2 separate regions of the Xenopus laevis genome follow, and region 1 is linked to region 2. Evidence: chromatin contacts called from public Hi-C data. All regions are on one chromosome and are shown on one strand. The core of a region is the stretch at or near the end of the contact, and the rest is flanking DNA. Distances in the headings are between cores, read along the strand shown. Region 1 has its middle 8.5 kb from the start of LOC108698716. Region 2 holds the start of LOC108698715 (ovarian cancer G-protein coupled receptor 1).

Evidence for each region. Hi-C and Micro-C count contacts between places; a contact is called where the count stands out from the background.
Region 1: a contact with region 2 is called in a Hi-C map of the XL177 cell line, with 4 times the contacts expected there. The contact joins the enhancer-like site here to the promoter of LOC108698715 in region 2. A contact is called at or near these places in 3 of 4 Hi-C or Micro-C datasets (the XL177 cell line, the XTC cell line and animal cap).

The regions. Positions count from the first base shown.
Region 1 is chr8L:78,040,135-78,046,921 of Xenopus_laevis_v10.1, reverse strand. No RefSeq gene overlaps it. Among protein-coding and RNA genes, the nearest start is that of LOC108698716, 8.5 kb to the right of the region's middle. Within about 2 kb of position 5,146, at least 1 of the 7 cell types and tissues checked has an H3K27ac peak or open chromatin away from gene starts, as enhancers often do.
Region 2 is chr8L:77,955,046-77,961,293 of Xenopus_laevis_v10.1, reverse strand. LOC108698715 (ovarian cancer G-protein coupled receptor 1) reads left to right here and starts at 1,524. Exons shown (of 2, transcript XM_018230420.2): 1 at 1,524-1,758.

The DNA of each region.
Region 1 (6,787 bases), core at 3,897-6,396, 82 kb before region 2:
CACAACCTGCTGGTTAGTTTCCGACCAGTCTGAAGTCAAGGAAGTTGTCAAGAGAAAGAAAGAGGCTGCTCTGATGTTCTTCTGCTTAGGAAAGATTTGTGAGAGTTTTCTGATTTTTGCCCTAAGCAGAAGAACAGAGCAGCCTTTTTCTCTGTCCTGACAACTGATACTGCTGAGAAATGTATCAACGAAATCCACTAATGTAACAAATTATAACAGTTCAGAATCTGCACATGGATCATGAGCTGTCAGACTGGAAAACCATAGCATAAGAACCAGGATTCCTCTTTCCCCAGCCTCTCCAGTTGTGACTGCTCAATGTTGGTTAGAGAGGTCGGCACATATTAGAAGGAGAGGCTGTTGGCATGTGCTGTTTGTAAATTGATGATGTGTCAGAGGGAAAATGGCTGCCAGGTGAAAAATGGTAAATGTGATGGCACTGGCAAACAGAAGGGATATATGCAGAACATGTACCTACCTACCTCCTTGCAGCACGGAGAATAAAATTACTCCATTCACACCCATATTACCAAAAGCATTCCTTTTTACATGGTCAGAATGGCAGAAACAAGAGTAAAGAATCACTGTGCAGAGGGTTACCTAAAATCAGCAGTTGCTGGTTCCCTGCTTCATACAGCTATTGTTTCTATAATCGCAACAGTTAGTTCTATGCTGTGTCCAGCTATCAGGGGAAGAGTTAATTTGGCTGGATAGACAGATATAAGTAGCATAGTTAGCTGTTAGTAGGTGAGGGGAAGACTGCACCCGACCTGCGCCGATGCTCCTGTTAGCAGAAACCTGCACCGGGCCAGTTCTGAGCAAACACCACAAAGCGATCCTCCATCCCCTTAAAAAATTGGATTATAATGTATAAATGAATAAAAGCACCTGAAGAGAAGAAAAAAAAGAATCAATGAACACATGGTAGTATCCATTTATGGAATTATTATCATTATAGTTATTAACAAGAAAATGTACAAAATGATAATAATAATAATAATAATAATAATAACAACAATAAACAATACAATATATTAAGAGGGCCCTGCCCAAGGAATATAACAGAAAATAGTGCTTTTAGCTTGCATTTAACAGCTATAGTTTAAAAAGTAATTCAAACCCTAGAAGAGAGTCTTATTCGTTCTGTGGCTCAAGCCACTTCAGATTATAAATAAGGATTGTGTAATTCTGTGGTTTTCCTATAAGTTTATATACTGCAGAGTTTACTGTTCTCCTACCAGTAGCAGAAGAACATTTCAGATTTTTTAAAGCACATTGCTAATGAAAATGCATTCTAATTGCTGATTTTTTAAATAAGAAAAAGCATTAAAGGCATTTAAATTTACATTTTACAAAGGGTTTGTTCACCTTAGAATGAACTTCTAGTATGAGATAGAGAGTGATATTCTGAGGGCAGTTTGCGGTTGGTCTTTTGAATTACTTAGCTTTATGTTCATCAGTTCCTGTTTGAAATTTTAGCAGCTGTTTGCTAGGGTCCAAATTACCCTAGCAACCAGGCAGTAGTGTGAGTAAAAGACTGGGAGATGAATAGGAGAGGCTTGAATAGAAAGGTAACAATGAAAAAGTAACAATAAAATTGTTGTCTCACAGAACAATCATTTTTGGCTGCTGTCTTGTTTTGTGACCCCTGTTTGAAATATCGAAAGAGTCAGAGGAAAAAAGAAATGAAGACCTACTGGAAAGTTGCTAAGAATTGGCCATGCTATACCATACTTGAGGTTAAATAAGCAGTGAATTACCCATTTAAATACTTTCATAACACCCCTGTTGTCATATATTTGCAGCATATTGTAAAGCTGTTTTGTGATACATCATATGTATGCTTAGGTCATGGGTTTTCCAGATAAGGGATCTTTCCTTAATTTGGATCATCATAATTTAAGTCCATTAAAAGAATAATTTAAAGAATAAATTACCCTAATAGGATTCTTTGCCACCAATATAGATTCATGCTTAGTTACCAGGTACTGTTTTATTATTATACAGCTAAAGGGAATAATTTTTAACATTATGGGGCAGATCTATTAAGGGTCGAATTGAAATTTTCACTTTTTTTTAATGGTCAAAACTGTCAAATTTGACTAGGGAATTATCCAAACTCGATTAGAGTTTTTTTTAAAAAACGAATCGAATTTCGAGATTTATCATACTCTGGCCCTTTAAGAATTCGAAATTGACTATTCGCCACCTAAAACCTGCCGAATTGCTGTATAAGTCAATGGGAGAGGTCCAGTGAGCAATTTGGAGATGTTTGCAGCCTTCCTAACATTCGAGTTTGATCAAATTAGAATCTAATTTAGTTTCATTTCATCCGAGTTTTTACAATTCATTTTTATTATTAAAATTCCCTAAAGGTCCCCATAGACGCGACGATTCTTCTTGCCGAACGACCGATTTTAGGGAAGTCCGACCAATCCTTCGAAATTATCGTGCGGTTAGTGGTATTCGAACGATCGTACATCCTACGATTTTTCGGCCGACATCTGTCAGGAAATTGATCGGCCAGGTCAAAAAATCTTTGTCGGTCCCAGTGCAATCTCTCTATGTTTGCAGGGCCAAGCAGGCAGCTCCCCTTTGTTTTCCTGCCAAATTGGTCTTTTTAGTTGATGGTAAATTCGTACGATCGTACGATCGTTCTGAGAAGATATTGGTCTCACGATCAGGATCTGATCTTTTAAAAATCTCAACATCTATGGCCAGCTTAAGTCTAGTTTTTTAATTGTTTTAAAAAACTCACATGAATTTGAAATACGACCCTTGATAAATGACCCCCCCCCAAGTATTTGCTTAAAAAGGACTCTATGGGAGACGCTCATCCTGTATTCCAGAGCTTTCTAAATAACAGGTTTCTGGATAAGGGATCCCATACATGTAGAAAGATAGATAGATAGATAGATAGATAGATAGATAGATAGATAGATAGATAGATAGATAGATAGATAGATAGATAGATAGATAGATAGATAGATAGATAGAGCCCCCCATACCCTCACATAAATTATAGCTACCCATATCTATACTATCTACAGATTTTAATATCACAATAGCCTTTGATAGTATGTGTACCCATTACAAAACTCTTAACTATAGTTAGCAACTGTCACTTATTTGATATATGGCTGAAAAAAAACCTTTGATCATTCTGTATCATAATGCAATAACCAAATGTAATGTCATTGTTACTGAGTTGAATTCTGCCTACATGGTGCCCACATGCTGTTTGGTGATAACTGAAAGTGACTGCAGGTATTGTCATGACTGAATAGGGTGAGGGATGACAGATGGAATGACCCCCAGCTCTGGACATAAGCGCATGAGTGACCATGGCTACCCTTAAGATTCTTTCAAAATGGAATTTTCTTGATCAATACCATGTCAAAGCCTCTGACTTCCAATCTCTGTGTGGTATTGTTGCACACTGAAAAGAAGTGATAACCCACAGCACCCTCAACAATGGGGAGGGTTCAGACAGCTGCCAATCAACCAACTGACCAGTTTTTGTATTCCAATATAAGCACAGGGTTAATTTAAAGGGGAAAGTGGACAAAGAAACATCATACAGTTGAGTATACATTTGTCAATCCCAGCATCATATTTATGGGTAAGAACATGTATTCCAAAGAAAGGACGATTTTAGTTAAAGGAAATCTATACCCCCAGAACAATCTAGGTCTCTATAAAAACATATTGCATAAACAGATAATTTTCAAAAACCCTGTTTCATGGAAATAAACCATTTTCATAATAATATGCTTGTTAAGTATTATGTGCCATTGGTTAATTATAAATAGAAAACTGCCATTTTAAAAAATAAGGGCAGCTCCCTGGGATTCTAGGATTCACGGTGCACACAAATAAACCAAACAAAACCATTCATGTTAGGTCACATGAGCCAATTAACAGAGTTCTGTCTTTTACTTCCACACTTCTTCCTGTTACAGTTAGAGTTGTATTATTCTGGTCAGGTGATCTCTGAGGCAGCACACAGACCAATCACGAAATGGTGGTTCAAGACAAGAGATGTAAAAGGGCAATATTTACTTAAAGGAGAAGAAAAGGCTAAAATTAAGTAAGCATTATCAGAAAGGTCTATATAAATACACCAGTTAACCCTCAAAGTAATGCTGCTCTGAGTCCTCTGTCAAAAGAAACACAGCATTTCTTCCTTTTACTGTGTACTTATGGGCTTCTGTATCAGACTTCCTGTTTTCAGCTTAAACCTCCAGGGCAGGGCTTGAGCATGCTCAGTTTTCTCCTCTCCCCCTCCCTCCTCCCATCCCTGCTGTAATCAGAGCTCACAGCTGTAAGTGAGCAGGGAGAGACTCAGGCAGGAAGTGATGTCACACCAAACTTATATGGCAGCTTCTATCCTAAACAAACAGAGACAGTGTCTAGAGCTGTTTACTTAGGTATGGTAAAGCATTTTGCAGAAAAAATAAAGCATTCTAGCTTGCACTAGTGTGGCTTATCTGTTGGCAATAAACTGTCTTGGAGCTTTCCTTCTCCTTTAAATATATATTCCAGTTTGGGAAGATTCTTTAATAGGCTACTTGATTTGATATAAACGATCTGTTGATTAAGTATTAATTTTGGGGGTACTGTTTTCCTATAATAAGCTGTTTATACAGAGCTGAAGAGAAAGCTCACTGTTTAAACCACGTGCTTCAGATGCACACTGCCCGAACCCTGCACATATGTTAAAAACCTCTCAGTCCAGTGACTTCTTGTCAGCAGAAAGATAAATCCAGCTTACCCAATATTTCCTCTGACCCAGGCACAACCAACATAAGCATAAAGGCTTATTACAGCTATATATCTGGGATTCCCAAAAATGATCTATTAGACAGTACTGAGTGAAGTTAGTTGATCCTCAACTTACAGGCACAAGAGTGAGCACTGGAGATCAAAAATGAGCATTCAGACATAGGGCCAGCTTTCTGTCACTATCACTGTCTCTCTGTTATCAGAGAAAGCTGTTAGCTATACTTACTCTTTTATAAATAAACCATAATAATCATTTGGAATGAAATGATGGCTTGTGTTCAAAAGTCCCTGCTGGTTACATGAGTGTGCTCCTCTGTGTATCTTCCTTCCTGTCTATACAAAGCTGCTACACTTGGCTGCTGCCTCAGCCCTTCCGTTTAACATGCTCTGCCTGGCTGCCTTCTAACCCACCTGCTCACAAACTGCTGTCTCCTCTTCCTCTAATTATAAGGTCCCCTTTAACTTACTTAGTTCTAGTAACTACTAGAAATTATCCATCCCTTCAGAGAGATTATAACAACATATCTATATGCCTGCAATCTAGCATGTCTGCATTTGTACCTCACTTGCTTACTCCTTTATAATATTTTTTGTCATTCACATAGGAAACTTGTGAATTTTATGGATCAGCCCATGTCATATTCCAGTGGTATAACAGAGGTTGATCATACAAAGAAATCCTACTGGAAAGGCATGTGGCATAGGGTAAAAAGATAGCTTTGCAAAGAGGATGGCGAAATTGAGCTTCTACAGAAGTACCCCAAGAGGGCAATTATTAATGAACAGGAGCACTGACTGGGCTATCAGGTAGGCGATTATACCCACTGGGGTGTGCCTGCCTAACATTTTGGCACCACACAATGATTATACCTTTATTTCTCTTTTAACAAATGCTGGAATGTTACATGAAGCATATTAGAACAAAACAGCAAAAATTTCAACAACAAAATTAAAAAAAAAGCCAAAACAAAAGAAATAACAATAAACACATTTAAATAACATTTGTTATATATGCAAGCACTTAGTACATTAACTGTACAGAAAGGGGGAGCAAACACATAATTTGCAAAGCACAATCATATTAATTTACAAAGATAAAGTGGCAGACACAGGATGCAGCATTAATATAAAATAAAGGCATGCACCAAATCCAATACAGGATTTGATCCTTTTTCAGCAGAATTCTAATTTGCTGAATCTAAGCCACTGATCAAACCACATTGGAATATTTCCTCTGACCCAGGTACTGCTGCCCCGAGGCTGTAGCCAAAGGAGACACAACCAACATAAACCAAACCAAATTGGAATATTTAAAATCCTTTGACTTTTTGTCAAACAAGAAAGTCAAAAACATTTTTAAAACATGCAGCTGGCCTGGTTTTCTTTTGCATTTCCTGGTGCTAATCTGCATATGCAAATTAGTTTCACAAAGGATTCGGGATTTGCCCGAATCCCAAAATAGTGGATCCAGTGCATTCCTAAAAAAAATACAGTAATAAGTGTAGCGGATATCTAATACAATGGGAAGCTGAACGCCTCGCAGCTTTGTTGCAGCTCTCTGCACAGTTGGCGCTCCAAGCCTCACACAACTCAGCAGAGTTCTCCATGTTCTCTTGGACACAGGGTCGGATTTACATAGAGAGCACCCCTAGGCCTGCTTTCGTTCGTCACCCCCTGATCCCTCCCTTTTATTCATCATTGGGACTGGAGCAATGGGGATTGGGACACGGGAGATTTAAAAAACGATCATATCTCCTGCTCGTCCCCAGTGTTTCTGAACCAATATCGGTGTGGTTGGGCAGCATGCCGCCCCTTAAAATTCTGCCACCCTAGGCCCGGGCCTTGGTGGCCTCTCAACAAATCTGGGCCCGCTTGGACAGTCTCTATCATTCACTCCTTGTTTAACAGATGTACCCTGGGGCTCCCAGGATGCTTCAAGTACTTCTCCTGTCCCATAGCCAAAAAGGATGTTCATCTGTAACTGGACTGATGTTGTCATAGA
Region 2 (6,248 bases), core at 275-2,774:
ATAGGATAGACTGCTATTCAATTGCAATATTTCCAAATAAGCATAAAATAAGTTTGAATTGAATATATATAATTTTTTTTCCAATGTAAGGTAGCTATCTGCTTTGAGGAACCCAGTTAATATTGCATCACATGGAGTATTTGTCAGGATACTCACTGGTCCGTGCAGTGATTGGCAGGTGCACATTCCTGTTTTCCAGGCATTGCTAAGCATTGACTGCTGCTGCATGCTCACCCTTCTTGGCATGTTTTTTCAGTACTACAATACCTGGGAATAAGATGTTCAATTTTTATTTAAAGAAGCCACCTAGATTCTTCCACGACTAATGTTCTGAAAGGGTCATTCATAGTTAAATTACATGCGAAGAGTTAACATTCAGAAATATAAAATTTCCTCCTGAAGCGCAAATAAACAAGAGGACTAAGGGCAGCGGGGAGCTGCAATAATCCCTTCAAGGACCAAATGCACCTCTAGATGATCAACCCTTTTGGTGATGAAATAAGTAAAGCAAAGGAATGGCAAAGCACAGTACAGCTGGATTTGTTACAGAGTAGAAATACTGCAGAGATTTACAGGTATTTTTTCTTTAAAATTAAAGTTTCTCTTGAAGAAAAGTCAGTTTGGCATCAAGCGATCTGCTTCCCTGCCTTGAGGCAATTGGATTTAGCACCGGGGCAGTAATGCTGTGGAATGGAATAAACACATGAATGCTTTACTTTTGGGACCTTTTGCTTGCTCATTTGATATATTTCTGTGTCTTGGTCCTGCAGAAGAAGTTACTAGTATTGGTCCCGTATATGTATATATATATATATATATATATATATATATATATATATATATATATATATATATATATATATATACACCCCCCAAATAAACTTTCAAATTATATCGTTCTACCTGTAGGAGATGCAGTTATGCACTGTTGTTGGTACTCTTTGATATCAATACAAAGAAAAGAATCTTTTGGGAGCAGCAATTTATACTATAGGAACCAGAAGACTGCCAGAAACAATTGTCATCATAATTGGTATTAAGTTTCCAGAGAAGGAGCAATAAAAGGACATTCCTGAGACATTTCCATTTAGAGCATTTACACAAAACTCTAAGAATTGTTCTAGGCGCAGGATGCAATCCTTTTTATGTTACATTCTTGCAGTAAAATATTGCATTATATTAGTAAATGGATTCAGTTTTATCTGGGAAAAGGCATTTGGTTTTTATTCATCGTGACCCGGAAAAGGCATTGGGTTTTTATTTAATTTGATCTTTATTTTCATTGTCAACAAGACCTATAGTTAGAAAAAAATATGACCGTTTTGAATCAATGAACATTCTGTAGCTGCAAAATGTCCCTGTGATTAACTGTGAATTCCCTTCTCCCACAGCATTAAAGCCTATAAGCTTGAGGGATTTGCTTTGGTGAGATCCCGGCTGATGAAATAATCCATCTTTCTAAACATATTAACGTTAAAATGCAGAAAGTCCCACTGTTTGCCTACCTACACACGGATTTATAGAATGTATCCCTGGTATTTGCATTATCCAGGGGTGGAGCAGAAAGGAATTGAGCAGGGAGCTAGAAGACTGCAGTGGAAACACTTGGTACCTGTGTAAGGGGATGGCTAGGAACTTGTGGGCTGGAACGGAAGACACAAGAACGTTTGTAGATTGTGTTTGCACAAGTTCAAGGCTTTTGAGAATACGAAGAGGTTATCTGCTGCTGCTGCTGCTGCTACTGGCAGGAACACTGAGGTTAGTGACCCTCCTGATCTCCAGTTATTTCTTATAATAGAGCCACTGGGGAAGCTGCAGAATTCTCATAAACCTCTACTGATAATATGTTCTGGCCACAAATTGTCTCCCAGTGGTTTTGTACATAAGAGACACAGCCAGAACCAGAGCATTTCATAGAATACAGTCATTTATATGAAAATACTTGTTCTACCAGTAACTAAAATAATTCATTAATCGTTCATTGAAATTCAGGTCTATGATTTTGTTTGAGCAGCTTTACAGAACGCAGTCATTTTGTTGTGTTCCTGGCAGTCTAATCTCGAAACAATGGCACTAACACACTGCCAGAATTGAGGAATGTAGGAAGCTTTGCCTTCTTTAGCCTCCATTACAAGAGCACATGCAACGTTGCATACATATAACAGATAAGCTCAGATTGATTTGTGATGCAATAGAGAGAGTTGTAATAATTGTATTATTCTTAGTACTGTGCTACTTCCAATGCCAGAACAATTTAAACAGCTGTATGCTGGAAACTATACATATATCGACTATGAAAAAAAAGAGACATCGGTGGGTGAATATGTTTAAACCATGGAAATGACAATAAGGGGCATATTTATCAAGGGTCGAATTTATAGTTTATGGGAGTTTATAAAAACCTAATTTCCAGAACCCACCAGCACACCCTGGACTCTCCAGCATAAGTTGGCCCGGTGCACAGTCAGAAGGGATCGGCAACCCCAATTGTAGTCAGCGTAATAAAAGAAAAACTGGCACTCAGAGCTCGCATGCATCGAGCTCTGAGTGCTAGTTTATAAAAACCTCCCATAATCTCCCATAAACTGGAAATTTGAAAGAAAGAAAAAAACGACCAATCGAAATTTATCAAGATTCAAATGTTGAAATTTCGGGTTTAAATTTATTCACCCACCAATCTCCCTTTTTTATAGTCGATACGTATATAGTTGCCAGCATATGGCTGTTTGAATTGTGCTGGCAAAAAAAAAAATAATAATTTGATTTTTAAAAGTCCACCAAACGCCTCCAAATTAATTGTAGGAGGTCCCCTATAGGCTAAAACACCAATTCGCCAGGTTTTAGATGACAAATATTCGAATTTGAATTCTTAAAGGGACAGTACATGACCATTTTTTTTAATCAAATCGAATCTGGACTATTCCCTAGTCGAATTACACTCAAATAGTCAAATAGTCAAATTAAAAAATTCACATTTTGAATTCGACCCTTGATAAATCTGCCCCAAAATGTAAAATTTGACTAAAGGACTGCCATATTTTTTTTATACTGCTCTGGGATGTAGAGGCACACTCTCTAAATCCAACAAATCCTTAGAGCTCAGTCAACCAAGTGCAAACCCTGAAAGACTTGTTGGATTGGTTGGATCACTAGCCACTAGTTGTGAGGAAAATGGGCCATGTTGGTCCAGTAAGTTAAGGGCTTGATATATGCACTGAAATGGATCATCATTGGGTCTGTTTTTAATTTTAGTTAATAATACTTGTGCAACTGCATCAGAGGTTATTTTAAAAGATCCTTTTAGGAGGGCACAGACAGTGTTGGACTGGCCCACAGGGATACCAGGAAAAGTCCTGGTGGGCTCAGGTGTCAGTGGCCCTTATGCTGCTAAACATTTGGCCTATTTCATGGCCATTCCCTATTTTTATGAGAACAAAGTGGCTAAATAGATGGAATAATAGATTATAGTATTATAGTATGTAAAGAAAACAGACTAGGAGAATAGAGGTTGAGTGAGGAGAAGAAGAATAATAGTTCTAAGAGTGGGGCCCCTGGTCTAAGATTAATTGGTGGGCCCCTAGTCAAAGGTTTTTGGGTGGGCCCCTGGTGTCCCAGTCCGACACTGGGCACAGAAAACCATGAAGTTCAGCTGGAGATTAAAATAAATCTCTGGGTGTTTGTGACATTTGTCTGGGGATTAGTTAAAGTCATTTCATTTTCCGTTTTGCTCTTCCGATACCCGCAATGTTGTAGCAATCTGTACATAACAGCACTGATTTCTGGAGAAACCAATGTGGCAGGAGTCTTGGGTGCTTTTGGTGCATCTCCTGTTTCCCTCACGTTACTTTATTTAATATGGCCCTAACCATATAACTCCAATAAACCATAACCAAAATGGCACTCACATGAACAGCAACTTGCAGTAGTTTTAATACTTTTTAATTCAGATCTCTGCAAACATTTTGGGGGGCAGTCCCCCTTCTTCAAGTATGAACACTTGCTGGGATCTGAATAAAAAGCATTAAAACTACTGCAAGTTGCTGTTCATGCGAGTGTCATCAATAAGGAAAGCTATGAACTCTGCCTCAAGCTTTATATATGGCCTTCCAGCAGATAAAGGGGTTAAACAGATGCTTGCAAATGAATACTCCTCAAGCAAGCTGCTGTGTATGTGGCCAGGCTGCTAAGAGGCTGCGCTATTGATTCATTCATGTGCAAGTGAAATCATTCATTATCAGACTTTCATGTGCAGATCGAGGATTAACTGACACATTCAGACCTGTCTAAAGCCTGACTAATTGGAAACAAATCTCTCTGCTCTGTTCTGACTAACAATTGTGTTTATTGTAGGTCAGAGGTTTCATAGAAAAGGAAAGGAAGGGATAGCATAAAGCTAAGAGAATGTGCAGGAAAGGAAAAAAAAGAGTAAAAGGCAATTTTATTATCCTAAAATTCTGAATGTGAATCAGACCCTGCCATGCATATCTAATATTATTTTTTTATCCAAGAAATCTTGGATTGGATTATTGGATTTTTCCAAAGCGTTTGATACTGTGCCCCACAAACAACTGCTGGGTTTAATGAGATAATTTACAGATGGATAAGAAACTGGCTCCAGGATCGGGTACAGAGGGTGGTTGTTAATGGGACATTCTCTACATGGAGTAAGGTTCTTAGTGGGGTCCCCCAGGGCTCAGTATTGGGTCCACTTTTATTTAACTTGTTCATTAATGACTTAAGGGAGGGTGTTGTAAGTAATGTATCAGTGTTTGCAGATGACACAAAATTATCCAGCCCAATTAATTCCATCCAGGATGTGGCATCCTTGCAACATGATCTTGACAAACTGGCAATCTGGGCAGCTAAGTGGCAAATGAGATTCAATGTTGATAAATGTAAAGTCATGCACCTGGGATGTAAAAATATCCAAGCCACTTTTACCCTTAATGGGACTGCACTAGGCAAATCCATTATGGAAAAGGACCTTGGAGTCCATGTAGATGATAAACTTGGCTGTAGCAAGCAAGGCCAAGTTGGGGTTGTTCATGTTGAAGAAGTCGCTTAAGGGGCGATATGATAACTATGTATAAATATACAGTCATGAAAAAGTTTGGAAACCCATCTCAGCCTGCATAATAATTTACTCCACTTTCAACAAAAAAGATAAAAGTGGTATGTCTTTCATTTCCCAGTACTGGGGTGTTTTCTGAACAAAGATTTTTAGTGAAGAAGTATTCAGTTGTATGAAATTAAATCAAATGTAAAAAACTGGCTATGCAAAAATTTGGGTACCCTTGTAATTTTGCTAATTTGAATGCATGTAACTGCGCAATACTGATTACTGGCAACACTAAATTGGTTGAATTAGCTTGTTAAGCCTTGAACTTCATATGACAGGTGTGTCCAATCATGAGAAACGGTATTTACGGTGGCCAATTGCAAGTTGTGCTTCTGTTTGACTCTCCTCTGAAGAGTGACAGTATGTGATCCTCAAAGCAACTCTCAAAATATCTGAGAACAAAGATTGTTCAGTATCATGATTTAGGGGCAGGCTACAAAAATCTATCTCAGAGGTTTCAACTGTAAGAAATGTAATCAGGAAATGGAAGGCCACAGACACAGTTGCTGTAAAACCCAGGTCTGGCAGGCCAAGAAATATACAGGAGCAGCATATGTGGAGGATTATGAGAATGGTTACAGACAACTCATAGATCACCTCCAAAGATCTGCAAGAACATCTTGCTGCAGATTGTGTATCTATACATCGGTCTACAATTCACCACAATTTGCACAAAGAACATCTGTATGGCAGGGTGATGAGAAAGAAACCCTTTCTGCACTCACGCCACAAACAGATTCGCTTGTTGTATGCAAAAGCTCATTTAGACAAGCCACAGTCATTTTGGAAAAAAGTGCTTTGGACTGATGAGACAAAAATGTAGTTATTTGGCCATAACAAAAAGCGCTTTGCATGGCGGAAGAAGAACACCGCATTCCAAGAAAAACACCTACTACCTACTGTCAAATTTGGTGGAGGTTCCATCATGCTGTGGGGCTGTGAGGCTAGTTCAAGTACTCAGGCCATTGTTAAAGTTGAGGGTCGGATGAATTCAACCAAATATCAACAAATTCTTCAGGATAATGTACAAGCATCAGTCACAAAGTTGAAGTTACGCAGGGGATGGATATTCCAACAAGACAATGACCCTAAATACACTTTGAAATCTACAAAGGCATTTATGCAGAGG